2 separate regions of the Mus musculus genome follow, and region 2 is linked to region 1. The links are chromatin contacts, called in public promoter capture Hi-C maps. All regions are on one chromosome and are shown on one strand. The core of a region is the stretch at or near the end of the contact, and the rest is flanking DNA. Distances in the headings are between cores, read along the strand shown.

Region 1 (4,581 bases), core at 536-3,035:
TGGGACCTATAATCAGAAGGACTCATGTATTTGTACACTCAAAATAAATAAGTGTACCAGTTTTCTAACCCTGCCCCCACCCTCACTGATGAGGATAGAATCAAGGGCTTTGGATATGTCAAATACTCAAAGATCTAATACAATTTTACATTTTAACGGGTTTCGTTTTATTTCCAAGCTATCAAACTCGACTGGAAATTGCCATTTGGTCAAAGTGAATTTCCAAGCCCTGGAATTAAGATGGTTTTGATTCATTTTTTTTTTAAACTATAAATCTTTTATGTGTATTTAAGTGCAGTGCCAGCATGGGTCTTATCACCTAGACCTGGAGTTACAGGGCCATGAGAACTGGGAACGGAATTAGGGTTTCCTTCAGAGCAGTAAACGCTGTTAACCACTGAGGGTCTAGCCTCCTGCTCCATTATTAAGTCCACTGATTTGCAACTAGGAGGAAAGGAAAGGTCTCAGGAAAGGCTCCAGTGAGTTTCTGCATTTTGATCAAACTTTCAGAGCGTTTTCAAGTAAAACATGGTTGAACTGAAAGTTATTAAAACACCTTGACGAATTAAATAAACATTCTAGTGTTAATAAAGTGGGTCAAATCCTGGAAATGTTGCAGAGCAGATATCCCAATGTCTTCTCCATGTCTGTATAAGTTCTCTTTAATGGAAATTTAAGCCTGGCTTGCAGTTTCAAAAGGATATGAACAAGAAAGGGGAAAGTAGCCCATAATGATGAACAAGATACAGGTGTCTTAGAAAAGACAACTGAATTTTTACAGAGGTCACATCTAAGGTAACTAGATACCGTAATGGGAGGTTTGGGTGCCATAGAGTTAAGGTTTCCAGAGAGCTTTTAGAGATGACCCTTGCGGTTCGCGGGTCAGTGTTCACTGAGTGCCTCTAAGCAGCATACTGAGTACGTGGAGCACAGGTGAGGAAAAAGCAGCTCGCCACACGCGTTCAGACCCTAGGGCGGACTACAGTTCCCGTCGTGCTCCACGTGAGAGTCGCCGGTCCGCGCAGGCGTGGTGCCCTCTGTCTCCCGCGCTGCATGCTCCGGGCGGGGCTGCTGTTGCCCGGCCGCAGGACGGCGCCGCCCTCTAGCTCCCCAGACTTCTCCGGACGGTTAACCTCGAATGAGGAACGAGAGGGGCGGAAAGGGGAGGGCTGCGGCGGCGCGGGCACAGCCCGCCGCGCCCGGGGCGGGGGGCGGCGAGGTCACGTAACGGCCTCGGGCGTCTGCCGGGGAGGGGGCCTCCTGCGCGCCGCGGCTCCGGAACGGTTAGCGGCTAGTAAACAACAGCTGCGCGCGCACCCGCATCAGCTGGCGCGGGCTCCCGCACCTGCGACCTCCTCCGTAGCCGGGACCAGCCTGCCTGGCCGTCTTCTCCCTCCGCCGAGACCCAAGGAAAGCCGGCGAGAGGCTAACGGGCCCCGGGAGGAAAGCGCGTCCTGTCACACGCAGTGCAAACACGGCGAGCGGTCGTGGGCTTGAGGGACTCGCCACGACCTGCCACGACCCTGCAGTGGGAGCTGCCCTGATCCGCTAGCCGCCGCCTCCAGCTCCTTTGCCAGGACGAGACCTCTGGGAGGCAGGAATCCACTCTGCTTCGGCATCCTCTCGTGGCTCTCCTCTTTCTCCTTCCTGTAGTGTGGGGGTATTTTCCCGTTATGCATGCGCATCTCTCCCACCAGACCCAAGTGGATTATCGACCTCAAAAACATCGGGTGGCTCAGCACACACCTCCTCCCAGCCAGACCTGTGGGGTATTCACCTGATACACAACAGGTGGCTGGTGCACACCTTTGCGCAATCTGATCCACGCTCTTATACGCCTGATAAGGGTGGGCCTGCATGCTCCGTCCTCAGCTAGAACCGTGGGACACTCGGCAGATAAAGGACTAACTACCTCATCCGGACCCTGGGGGTTGAGCAGAGGGAGGCGTCACCAGCTGCTGTGAGATCATGGCACGGAGCCCTCAGCCCTGGACCAGGGGAGATAGCTAGGATTCTGAAAGAACCAAGTTATACAGGATTAGCATCGTTTTGTTCTTATTTTGTTTTCTCGAAAATTATTTTTCAGTTACTGGTGGGGCACTTTATAAAACAGCTGGCTTGAATTCTATACACGGATTCTTAATTGGGCCTTTGTGGGCTGTAAATCAGGGTAATTGAGGGTTTTTGGTTTTTTTTCCCCTTCTATTTTTGCAATCAGAAGTAGCTAGTGTAGGAGGAAGAGTTTTTGTGAGCTTTTCCTTTTTTCTTTGTCAAAAAGGAAAGGGGGGGGAAAATGCATCCACCAGAAGCCACCACCAAGATGTCCTCAGTTCGGTTCATGGTGACACCAACTAAGATTGATGACATTCCAGGTTTGTCAGACACCAGCCCGGACCTCAGCTCTCGGTCTAGTTCTCGAGTAAGATTTAGCTCCCGAGAAAGTGTGCCAGAAACAAGCCGTAGTGAGCCTATGAGCGAACTGTCTGGGGCTACTACTTCTCTGGCAACTGTTGCCCTAGATCCTTCCAGTGACCGGACTTCTAATCCCCAGGATGTTACGGAGGGTAAGTAGAGACTCAGAGAGCCGGGTGTTTCAACCCTTGGGTTGTCCATGTTGGCTAACTACCCTAATTTTATAATCATAAATTAAGGCCCACGTTTCTGTGATGCTTACGAGTGTGGGAATAATAGCGACAGTTAGTAGGTCACTGCAGTAGTCTTTTTGGCGTGGGAAAGTAGCTGGCAAGAGGGCAAGGAAATGTCTATTTTGGTTTCCTTATTTCTGTCTTATTTCTAATTAAAATGACTATTTTTAAAAAATTAAATCTTTTACAACACACAAAAAAAGTTCTAAACTAAAATTTTAATGGGCTGGATATGCGCTTTCTAGAGAGCTTTGGGGCTTTGACTCCTAAGTCAGCGTTTAAGGCAGGTTGTTACATCTTGTGTCTTACTGGATTCTTTTGCAGATTCAGTTGGGTGTCATAAAATTATTTTTTGAAATTTATGTTTTTATAGAGTATTTAAAGTAACTGAATTCACTCAAGGAAGTGGTACTCTCTTGAAAGAATGGAACTTTCGAGAGGGACTTCTCGTGCATGATTCCCACATAATTTCCCTGCTGAGCTTTAGATAACTATTTTGTATATTGTATATTGAGTTTTGTAGTCAGAACCTATAGAAGCCACTTCTGTTCGTATTAACCACTTTCCAGACTTGACCTTGAGCTGACGAGCCTGACTTGAATTAGAAGTTTTCCTTTGATTTAGTGGGAAGAGGTGATGCAAGGAGGAAAGTTACTTTTTCCAGACTCAGTTAAAAAACTTGAGAACTGCCACTTAGTTTTATGCCTCATTCGGACCAGCATAAGTCTTTTTTTTTATTATTTAAGTTTTTCCCTTAAGAATCTTAAAGACTTTTAAAAATTCTATTCTACACAAGTTTGAAAACATGGCTTTAGACAGTGACTTGTTAAAGCAAGGCTATCTTACCATTTCCGGTCTCAGGAAATAGTGTTCCTCCTGACCTTAAGTGTTCCGGAAGCCAGAATAGTTTTAGTTCCTCAAATTTGCTTGTTTTTAATGTCTTGAGAAAGATAGACTTGGTAAAGCTTATAGTTCCAAAATTAACTAATCTTTAGCGAGTCATGTTTCTTTTATGGCAGTAGTATGAGTTAATTCCTAGTCTGACTGCTTTCTGTTGCTTAATAAACCTTACACTGGATTATATACACTATGTTAAAGTATGAGATAAAAGATCATAACTTCCTTTTCTACCATATTTATTTATCTATATATATATATATATATATATTTTGTGACAGGATCTCAAGTAGCTCAGGCTGACCTTGAGTTTTCTATATGGTCAAGGATGAGCTTGACCCTGGCTCTACCTCCCAAGTGTTGGGATTGAAGGCCTTTTTCAACCACACCCAGTTTTGTGGGATGCTGTGGATGGAACTCAAGGCAGGCACTCTGTCAACTGAGCTACATCCCAAGCCAGCACCAAATTACTTCCAAATTATGATCTTAATCTTTAATTCATCACATTACATTTGAATTGTTAAAAAATGCCCATTAAACAAATACAGAAGTGGATGCTCACAGCCATCCATTGGACGAAGCACAGGGTCCCCAATGAAGGAGCTAGAGAAAGTACCCAAGGAGCTGAAGGGGTTTGCAGCCCCATACGTGGAACAACAAAATGAACTAACCAGTACCCCCAGAGAACCCTGGGACTAAACGACCAATCAAAGAAAACACATGTTGGGACTCATGGCTCTAGCTGCATATGTAGCAGAGGATGGCCTAGTCGGTCCTTAATGGGAGGAGAGGCCCTTGGTCCTGTGAAGGTTCTATGCTCCAGTATAGGAGAATGCCTGGGCCAGAAAGCAGGAGTGGGTGGGTTAGGGAGCAGGGGGTGGGGGTGGGGAATAGGCGATTTTCAGAGGGGAAACTAGGAAAGGGGATAACATTTGAAATGTAAATAAAATATAAAAAATGCCAATTAAAAACTACAATCTACATAAGTCCTTTCAAGGAGTACTGATAACTTTTTATTCAGTCCTATATTCCAGTCAAC
Region 2 (4,581 bases), core at 1,065-3,564, 1.9 Mb after region 1:
GTCATAAGGAAATCCAGAGCTCAAGAGATTTAGTGAGCTGCCCATGGTTAGTTAGTCATCAGTTGACTAAATATTTAAAAACAGTTTCAAAATATTCATTAATGTTGATATGTAAAGAAATAAGCCTTTAAATGACTACTATACCCAGACATAAGTAGACAAAAATCATTAAGAAATGGAGTAGAAAGGCTGATTATTAGAAGTTGGTGTTGTATATTTTAGCAGGTCAAGCTTTGCTTAGAAATTTAAATACATATATATATAATCTCTCCAGAATTTGAAGTGGACTATACAACTGTTAAGAAACATAGACTGGGGGTGAAGAAGTGGCTCAGCAGTTAAGTGTACTTGGTCTTCCAGAGGGCCTGATTGTATTCTCAGTACTATCCTGAGTGACTTACAACTCTCTCCAACTGCAGTTCTAGGGAACTGACAGCCTCTTCTGTCCTCCACAGATAACTGCACTCACCAGCACATACCACCCCACCCCAAACACATAATTAAAAATTAAAATTGAAAAACAAAATAGTTCTTACTGATTTTTAAAAACAAAACAAAATCTCTTTTTAAAAAACCAGAAACTCTAGGGAGCACATTTTTTAATAGGTAACTGCACTGTCTGGTAGACTTCAATGCTTGGTGTATCACTAGACAGACACACAGACAGAAAGATGAACGGACAAATGAAACCACGTCTGAAGTGTTCTTCTTCCAAGAAGCTTCTGCAACACTAACGGACAACTAACGCTTCCATCTTTCAGGTTGTAAACAGTTTCAATATATTCTTCTATTTCTGTATTATAAACATTTCACTGATTATTCATCCTCATTGAAGTGAAACAGAGAAGATGGTACCTGTGTGTTCTTTTCATTTACAGCTCAATATCTTACAATCAGCAGACTTTATAAGAGACCTTCTACAATGTGAAAACTTTCTTGTGAACCCTATGCTGGCCTCAAAACAGACAAGGCTAGCCTTGAACTCCATTCCCCACTGTCTTCACATCTCACATGCTGGGAATGAAAGACAGGCACCATCTCTCCTCCGCACTTTCCCTCTCGGTTCATGTGTTCCTGTCATTCTAGCTCTTTCTTTACATTCAAACTTTAAGGTATCAGCACTTGCCTGGACTGTTTTTGTGTTCTTTCTCAAACTGTGTACTTATCTGCATTTAGCTTTAATGCGGTTAAGAAGTCGGGATAGCCTCTCTAATATTGTATAAAAGGATGAAAATAAAGAAAACCAAGTTAACAGGATCCACTTTTTAGTTACCATGGCATATTCAAGTAACCGCAGCTATAGCCATAAAAGCATAAAATTAGGGGGGAAAGGAGGGAGAGACAGACAGACAGGTACAGAGAGAAAGGAAGGGAGGAAAGAAGAAAGGAAGGGCACTTTGGGTAAAAGCATAGGCCAGATCACAGCACTTTCAAAGATTCCAGTCATTATCCCAGGGACAATCAGAATTGTTTACGGGACACTGTAGGAAGACAAGTAATGTGAGCAGGTTTGCACCAGTGAGCACTCTGGAGCAATCTGAAGAACAGGCTGCAGGAGGGCAAGAGGAAATATGACAGATCAACAAGTCTTAGTGGGGAAGGCATCTTTGGGCGAGAGAGGTCCAGAAATACAGACAAACACTGTGTAGACATGCTGGGGCTAAGCGAATGGAAACAGTTTCTAGGCTTCTGCCCTGACAAATCTGCGGAGCCAGAAGAGGCGCGGGAGGGCTTAAATTTTCCCGCACTTACACTCTCAATAATTTCCTAAGAATTAACAAGGATGTGAAAGGCTACAGGCCCGGAATTGGCTCTGTTGTCTCCTAAATGAAAGGTTATAATGACAATTAACTGCCATAGAGCGATCTACTTGTAGACAGAGTCTTGTCAGAGTAATACAATTCAGAAGCACGCTTTGTGGTCTAACGAGGAGCGGCCTCTTTCACTGCAGCTTTTCCAATGTTTAACTAGCAACTTGCACGTACACAAGATATCAAAATCAATCCCAATCCCGGGCTTTAGGTCCTCGGCATCCCTCCTTACACAAGCGGGCACGCCGGGGCTCACCTGAGTGACGAACTCCGCGTTGATCTGGGACACCGTGGGGGCCACGATTTTCTTGGGCTGCGCAGGAGCCGCCATCGCAGCGATCGCCACTGAAGCTGACCAGAGGCTCGTAGCGGCGACTCTCGAAAGCTTTCAAGCAGCGGCGGCGACCCAGCCCCGAGGTGCCAGAGCGCCCGGCACAGACACGCTGGGCTCCCACGGTTCCTCCCGGAACCTGAGAAGTCCCGGCGTTCCCCGGAAGCAGAACTAGTGGGCCCGGAAGTCAAGGCAAGAGTTAAGCTTGAGCTAGAAAGTAGGCTGCCTTTACCTGTCTCTTTATTGCCCCCTAGTGGAAGGAAGAAAGATAACATACAGCGTGTAGGATTGGGTCATAGGGAGAGAGGGGGCTGAAAGATGTGTTGAATGTGATTAATAAAGGTGGGAGTTGAAAGAATAGGATGTCGACTTTATTTGAACGCTAAAGAAAAATATAGTAAAAAGCAAAACCCATACTCTTAGAATTTGAGGCACCGTGTGACTTCAAAAACTGCCTGGAAGTACTGATTGCCATACAATAAACATAAACCAAGTGTAAAACTTAATACACTTTGAAATAGTTGTCTATCTATTATTGTATCACCAGAATCATGGCAATGAGATTACCCAAAGCCATTAAAAGTTACTATGTGTCCTTCTGCCTTCAACCTATCACCCCTTTTTCTCACACAGTCTTCTACTATCATGGATCCTCTGGGTCACTGTTAACTACAGAATTTTATATAAACTTTATGCAAATTTGCAGAGGAATAAAAGAGAGATTGATCAGCGGTTAAGAGCACCAGGTGCTCTTCCAGATGACCTGGGTTCAATTCCCAGAAGCCACATGGCAGCTCTCAATTGTTTGTAACTCCAGGTCCAGAGGCTCTGACACCCTCACACAGACATACATGCACGCAAAACACCAATTCACATGAAATAAAAGTAAAAATAAAATTTAAAAAGAAACTATTTTACATACATTTTAGAATATGTTCTTTTTTGGTCACTCAAAATTATTTTGAGATGCATCTGTGTTGTTCATATCAGTCACTGATTCAGTTGTATTGCTAAATAATAGCCAACTTTTCAGACATACTACAATCCATAAATTTAGTAATATGTTGATATGCGTTTAGATTGTTTCTAGTTGCTGACTACTACAAGAAAGTCCTCTACAGGCGATTCTAAGTCATTATGTAGACATACATTTCCTCTGAAGCAACACATTCAATGGTGTATGTTTGCCATTTTAAGAAATGTCTGTCTTTCCAAAGCAGTTGTGCCTTGCTAACATTTGAGACTTGTGTTGTCTTCTTTCCCTTACCGACTTTTAATATGGATAGTTTTTAAAGTTGTTTTAGGCATACTACGTATGTGGTACATCACAGTATAGGTGTAATTCATGTTCCTCCAATGGTCCATGATGCTGAACTCACAACTTCTTGTGAGTTTTATGCTTTTATCCTCACTAGGGAAATAACTGTTTAAAACTTTAGCCTGGTTCTTATTTGGTCACTTATTTTATAATTCTTGGGTTAGCACACCCATCCCATTTACAAACTCATACATAGGTTGAACAGTTATCTCTAGTAAGTCCTCTCTAGAGGAATATAGGCAGTAGACTGGTACACCATTCTCTCTCTCTTAATTTGTGATATATACCCATCTGCCCAAAATGAGGACTGTGAAAGAAAATAGCTGTAGGTCTGGCCATCAAGTATATACATGTTGTAGCTTTCGTCCCTCCATCTTTTATGGTTTGTAGACATATAGATAAAAATTTGCTCGATTACAATTTTAAATGTAAAGCATTCTGAATATATAACTACCACTGACATGTTATTGCCAACTATGGCATCTATAAAACAGTAGGGCAGGCTTTCAAATGACTTTGATGATGACTCTTAAGATGCTGAAATCGTTATTTTTATACTTCACCATAACTACCCATCAGGCCTTGAATGCAGGTCATGGTGGAAGGACATTAGGAATTAGGAATGAGACTTGAGTTCCCGAGTCCTTAAATCTTCAGGGAAGACCTTGTAAAGACAGTGTGGAAACAGCGGTTGGGGATTATTTTGGGATGATACCTTTTGAGTGGTGTATCAGAGAGGTTGGAGTAGGTAACATGGAGGTGGGGATTTCTGCTGGAAGTAACAAAATCAAAGGGTGGAAAGAGCCAAGGGTGAGCTCCAGCAGGACCGATGTAATGGAAGAAACAAACAGTGAAGACACTTGGCGAACAGAAAGAGCACAAATCTATTCTAAGTAGTTAAAAGGTGTAAAAAACCACACATCAAAAAATACAGAAATAGGCTGAGTTTTAAAGGGGAAACTGGTTCCATTGAATAGAAAATAGATCTGAGGTAGCTATCATTAGATGCTGGAAAAGCCTTTGACAAAACCCAACACCCTCTCATGTTAAAAGTCTTGGAGAGATCAGGGATACAGGTGCATATCTAAACATTATAAAGGCAGTATACACCCCAAATCTCT

What was found. Capture Hi-C pulls out chosen DNA fragments and counts their contacts.
Region 2: a contact with region 1 is called in a promoter capture Hi-C map of liver, with 2.9 times the contacts expected there. The contact joins the promoter of Aqr here to the promoter of Slc12a6 in region 1. A contact is called at or near these places in 5 of 39 promoter capture datasets (the C10 cell line, hippocampal neurons, liver and 1 more) and 2 of 9 other capture datasets (adipose tissue and liver).

What each region holds. Positions count from the first base shown.
Region 1 is chr2:112,264,529-112,269,109 of GRCm38.p6, forward strand. It overlaps Slc12a6 (solute carrier family 12, member 6), which reads left to right and starts at 1,786. Exons shown (of 25, transcript NM_133649.2): 1 at 1,786-2,564. The coding sequence starts at 2,294.
Region 2 is chr2:114,173,025-114,177,605 of GRCm38.p6, forward strand. It overlaps Aqr (aquarius), which reads right to left and starts at 2,315. Exons shown (of 35, transcript NM_009702.3): 1 at 2,068-2,315. The coding sequence starts at 2,142.